Regions from separate parts of the Mus musculus genome. Here region 2 is linked to region 1. The links are chromatin contacts, called in public Hi-C maps. All regions are on one chromosome and are shown on one strand. The core of a region is the stretch at or near the end of the contact, and the rest is flanking DNA. Distances in the headings are between cores, read along the strand shown. Region 1 overlaps Tshz2 (teashirt zinc finger family member 2). Region 2 overlaps Bcas1 (breast carcinoma amplified sequence 1).

What was found. A called contact is a pair of places that touch in the nucleus more often than the background predicts.
Region 2: a Hi-C map of nephron progenitors shows a contact between it and region 1, with 2.2 times the contacts expected there. The contact joins two enhancer-like sites.

Annotation. Positions count from the first base shown.
Region 1 is chr2:169,727,544-169,730,243 of GRCm38.p6, reverse strand. All of the region lies in intron 1 of Tshz2 (teashirt zinc finger family member 2), which reads right to left. Among named protein-coding and RNA genes, the nearest start is that of Gm34344, 62 kb to the right of the region's middle. Within about 2 kb of position 1,448, at least 22 of the 459 cell types and tissues checked have an H3K27ac peak or open chromatin away from gene starts, as enhancers often do. A contact at or near this core is called in nephron progenitors, where this site is marked.
Region 2 is chr2:170,410,159-170,412,858 of GRCm38.p6, reverse strand. All of the region lies in intron 3 of Bcas1 (breast carcinoma amplified sequence 1), which reads left to right. Among named protein-coding and RNA genes, the nearest start is that of Bcas1, 16 kb to the left of the region's middle. Within about 2 kb of position 1,333, at least 33 of the 459 cell types and tissues checked have an H3K27ac peak or open chromatin away from gene starts, as enhancers often do. A contact at or near this core is called in nephron progenitors, where this site is marked.

The sequences.
Region 1 (2,700 bases), core at 199-2,698:
GTATGGTTGGCTGCAAGTTAAGCCATCAAGTCCCCCAGGGTCCCTGGTGACCATCACCCTTCCTCTATGTCCCATCATCTCCCCTCATCTCCTGCTTGTTGTTTTGGTGAAGATTCATCAGCCTTCTTTATAAGCCACTGCCAGAGGGCCAGATGAATCTTCCTAAAACAGGGTGCCTCCTCACAGGGCCCCCAACCACTCTCTCCCAAATTGGGAACTGCCTTGGAAACCCATCTGGCGCAAGCACCTCTCGCTACAAATGAGGAGAGTGAAGTCATGGAATAGATAGCAAGGATCCTGCCTGTAGAGGTGACCAGGGAATCTGCCTGTTTTGGTGCCGGGCTATTAACTGATCAAGTGCATCACTAGCTCCTTCTCACACTGTCCCGGAAGAGCCTACATCCTACCCACAGAACCAACCAGTTTGTCTTTGTTTGTCCTTCCTGGGTTCTCCCTGGCTGAAAACTGAATATCTCCAATCCTGAGTGCTCCATGAGTCCCCTTGCTGGTGGCGATGGTCGTTTACTCCATTGCCACTAACATCTTCATTCTGATCTTTTCTTGACTTAGGGGTGGCTTAGTTCTTGTCAGTCATGGTGGCTTGCTTCCTGTGCCTAGACCGTTCCATCCAAGCCCTTCACATGTCTACCACACCTTCCCATTTACATCCAACCATTTCTATGTCTACGTTCCTCCATCTTAAAGTTTCTACATCCCGTCTTCCATGATTCCTCTCACTTGGCCCTTGTACTTCCTTCTCTGCCTGCCTAGATCAGCTCATGTCAGCAATCAGCGTCTGTGACCTGTTCTTTCTGTCCACAGACACACATTTTTGGAATCTGACTTCAGTTCTAATGGTGTCTCCATTTTAGTCTGTCCTTTAGCCATTCAATGATCAAAACTATCAACCCTCAAACTGGTGAGGAAGTGGAGGTCCCACTTCCTCTGTTTCCCATTGCACAGACTGTTACCGGGAAAGAACAGGAAACGCCTGGTTGGAAACATCCAGGACCTGACAACCAAGAAGGCAATCACATCAAGGGTTGACACTCCCTGTCTCTTTTTATTTATTTGCATGGCCCAGTAGATTCCGTTCTCAATCGTTTTAACAGTCCAAGACCCGTCAGGGCCAGCACATCACCGTGATCTATCGTCGGGGTAAAAAATCTCGTGGTGGTGACAGCCTAGATTGACAGCGATGTTTAAATCCTAAACTAGTCTCTGGATGACATTCAATTTTTTGTCATGAAGTTTCAAAATGTGACTGGAGCCTTTTCAAAGCTTTCCGCCTGGTGGAAACGCCGGTGGCAAAAGCAGACATAAACCAGCTGTGGTGGACTGGGAAAAACACTGACCTTTGAGGCCAAACACCTAGGGAGGGGCTAGGGCTCTGATGGGGGAGTCAAGCATGTTTCAAACAAGTCCTCCCTCCTGCAGTGGCTCCCAATAAGTGGAGCCCAGCTCTGAAGACACAGGAAGCATGTGACCCGCATGCCTGGCCCAGGAGGGGTGAGGTGTTTAAAGACCTTGTTTCAAAGAAGTGATTTACATTTGTATGCGCAGATAGGCTTCTGTTTCTTCCCAATCGGAATATGCCTTTATTAAGAGTCCCTGGAACTCAGACACAGCAACCACAGTTTTCCTTTCCCTTGTTCATTGTTGTGTAAGTTTTGTCTGCCTCTCCAGTCCATACCTATTCCAATAAATAGAAGTATTAAAAATTCCAGGCTTGTTTTACTGTTGCATTTGTCACAGATTCTTTTCAACCTAACACTAAACCCACTTTCTTTGACTTGAATTCTGAATGGTTCTCTCCAAAAGGACAAACTGAGGCCCTGGGTCAACACAAAGGCCAGAGTTTTGATCATCCCTTTCAGGGAAGCTCAAAATACAAGGATATACAAGATATACAAGCTCAAGATATACAAGGATTCCATTTCATCAGTGCTGTCTCAAGTATATTTGAATACCGAAAGGTGTGCAATGAGGAAAAAGACACTTAGCTTCTCAGTCAAAGAGTGTGCCACTAGGCAAATGATCTGTCTCAGAAGGTAAAGCGCTTGCTCGATGCCAAGTCTGATGGCCCGAGTTTGAACCCCAGGACCCACATGGCAGAAGGAAGGAACTGACTCCCACGAGCTATCTTCTGCCCTCCACATGCACACAAGCTTTGGCTTGCATGTCACCCCTTCCCCACACACAGACAAACATTACTAAAAGTATTCTTAAAAGAAGGAAAGAGTATTTTAATCAAGGGAATATATATTTAACTTCAAAAGTCATCAAGGAGGGCCCCACAGGGGGGTGACATTGAGCAGAAGGTAACCTCCCTCATAGTGACATGTAAGACCCGGAACTGGAAAGCCATGCCTGTCACTTTTTGTCCGTTCTTGAAATTTGGAACTCAGACACAGTAGTGTCCACACTTTGGATATCCTAAAGTATGCAATGAAAGCTTGGCCCAGAGAAACCCTGAACAGAACCCTTGTGATTAATAGCCTGTGCATTCAGCTGATGTATATTGTGAGTACAAACACTGAGGTCAGTGGAAATGATAATTAAACATGCATATTTCACAATGGAAAAGTCCCATCCATCAACCTGGACCCCAAACTGAAAACAGAGGGATGTTTTCCACTTGGCAGATGGAGTTAATAGTGTGCAAGAATCACTCTGTTCATCTCTCAGAATAGTTTCCCA
Region 2 (2,700 bases), core at 84-2,583, 680 kb before region 1:
ACCCTAACTAAGACAGGGGAAATGAAAGAAACAATGTAGAAACTTCTAGAATATTCATGGATAAGGTAATGTGGTATGTGTGTGTGTGTGTGTGTGTGTAGACAGACAGACAGACAGACAGACAGACAGACAGACAGACAGATAGACAGATAGACAGACAGACAGAGAAGGTGGATGTCACCTAAGGAACAACACCTGATACTGTCTTCTTCTGGCTTTCACACCCACTCACAATAATAAACACAGCCACCATGTCCAAATACCAAGAATGTTTGAGGATCCACATCAGTTTGCAGATGTTAGTTGTGAAAAGGGTGGAAGGCAGAGACAGGAAGGAAAATGACTGTGAGAGTCATCAAATTTGGTAGAAAGGCATGTCAGATGCATGTTATCTACCTGATTTAAACAAAAACAAAAAACAAGCAAAACCCCCAGGACTAACTCAGCCATCTGCTGTCTTTGAGTGGCAGTGCTGGAGCAGGTGGCTTTGCACTTGAAGTAGCCCTGTGCACTCCCTGGTTTTGCAAAGTATACACACACTAGGAAGGTGGAGAGAAGGGAAGACAGAGTGGATGATGGTGTGATGTCGCTGCCCCGGTGTTACCCACGGGAACTGAGCTTCATTGTGGCCTCTTCAAAATGTTCTGGGCAACACAGGGTTAATAGTCCACTCGGATTCCCATGACATCACTCAACATCCAGGCAAATCAAGCTGGTAATCAAGACTCCATCCCTCAGGTCCAAAGCTCCCACTGTTGTTTGTGCTAGGGTTTCCTGGCCAAGACATTTTGGCTCTTGAGAGCAGAGAAGAAAGCTTGAAATCTGAGCCATGAGTGAAGATTCCGAGTCTCCCATCTTCCTCCAAGCCACAGGGATCAGCATCAGGAACCCTGACACTTCAGAACGACAAACGCGTCTGCCCAGCATGGAGAGCCACTGTTTGAAGTGTCACTTGACTCCTGCTACTCGACCCGACCCTACCCAATCCAACCCGCAGAGAGCCATTACTGTACACCCTCCAAGGTCTTTATCACTTTTCCCAAGGGATTCCCGTAGCCCTTTGATATTTAAATAGAATGCTCTTTTGAAGAACTCAACATCTGCCTCCCTCCCTCTACAAGGAACTGCTACATTTAGATCCTGATGCGACATCAACTGTGTGCCTGATGCAAGAATTTTACCCATGCAAACTCCCATAATTCTACACTCCCGTTGCATCTTCAGGATTTGTAACAGCTCCCCCTTGTGATTGCTGAACGCTGTGATTTATTTGTGATTTATTCTGATAGATCAGGATATCAGTGTAGCAGGATGTCGGTGTAAAGCAAGGTCGTGTAGGAAGTGATGTTGGAGGGGCTGGAGAGATGGGGGAGTGCTTGCTGTGCAAACATGAGGGCTTGGGTTTGGATCCGCAGCACTTACGTCACACACACACACACACACACACACACACACACACACACACACACTAATGGCGCTTGTGGGGAGAGCAGGCATCGGGAGCAGACAGAGGCTTCGGAAGCAGATGGTTTAGTGAAGACCGGGAATCTCAGATTTCCTTTTGAAAACTTCTGGGAGGCCTGAGACAGTGAGTCTCAGGAACAGAGGAGCCTGTCCCCCGCAGCTTGTTACAGGGTGCCTGCTCTGCTGTAAGCATCCCCGTCTTCTCCCGAGTGCCTGCAGGGCTCCGCTCTGTGCCTGACCCTCGTAACCAGACTTGGCCTTACCGAAAGGCATTCCTAAAGACATTCGGGGCTGTAAGATTGACATTCTAAGCCTCCGTTCACTCGGGGCTTAGATACAGTGGGGAGCAAACAAGGAGTTCCGGTAGCTGCCTCTTTTCATGTAGGGGTCCACTCTAGGACCCCCAGTGGTTGCCTACAATGCGCGACATTACTGAACTTGTCCTGCTCTGTGTTGTTTCCCATCCATTTGTGCCTGAGATAATGTTTATGGGCCAGCAAGATGGCATAGCAAGTGCTTGCCGCCGATGACCTAAGTCCACAACACCTGGAACCCACATGGTGGTAGGTGAGAACGGAGTCCTGCGAGTTGTCTTCTGACATCCACACACATGCCAGGGCACTTGCTCCACCCCATCCGGCATCCATAATAAATAAGTAGAAGTTTAGTAAGAAATCCTCCCCCCAAAAGAAAAGACTAGAAGAAAAATCTAAACCAACAAGTATACACGTCATGGTAGAGAAAAGGAAAAAAAAAAAAACTGTTCCGAGAAGAGGGGAGAAAAACTGTTAAAAGAAAAGAAAAGCAGCAGGACTTTTACAAAAGCCAGGGTTCCCGACTCCCAGGGTTCCCAACTCCCGAGCTCAAAGACACTGAGAGGATGAGATGCCAGGAAGCTTTCAAAAGTATCAAAAGATGACTGATAGCCCGAAGAAAACACAAAGAAGCAGCTGAATTCAATCCCAGTCCAGGAGAGGAGAGTCAGCAACGCCGGGGGACAGTTAGCAAAACCGATGAGAAACCAGCGACCTAGGAAAGTATCGGCGAAGGAATTTGGGTTTCAAAAAAAAAAATTAGGAATGTTGGAAATAAAAAATTCATCAGAATCAGATTTTTTAAAAAAAAATGCACACAGTGGAAAGAATCGACTATAGATTCCACCAAGCAGAAGAAAAAGAATGCAGAGCTGGGAAATAAGGTTAGTGATAACCATAAGGGTGAACAGTCTAGCCATCA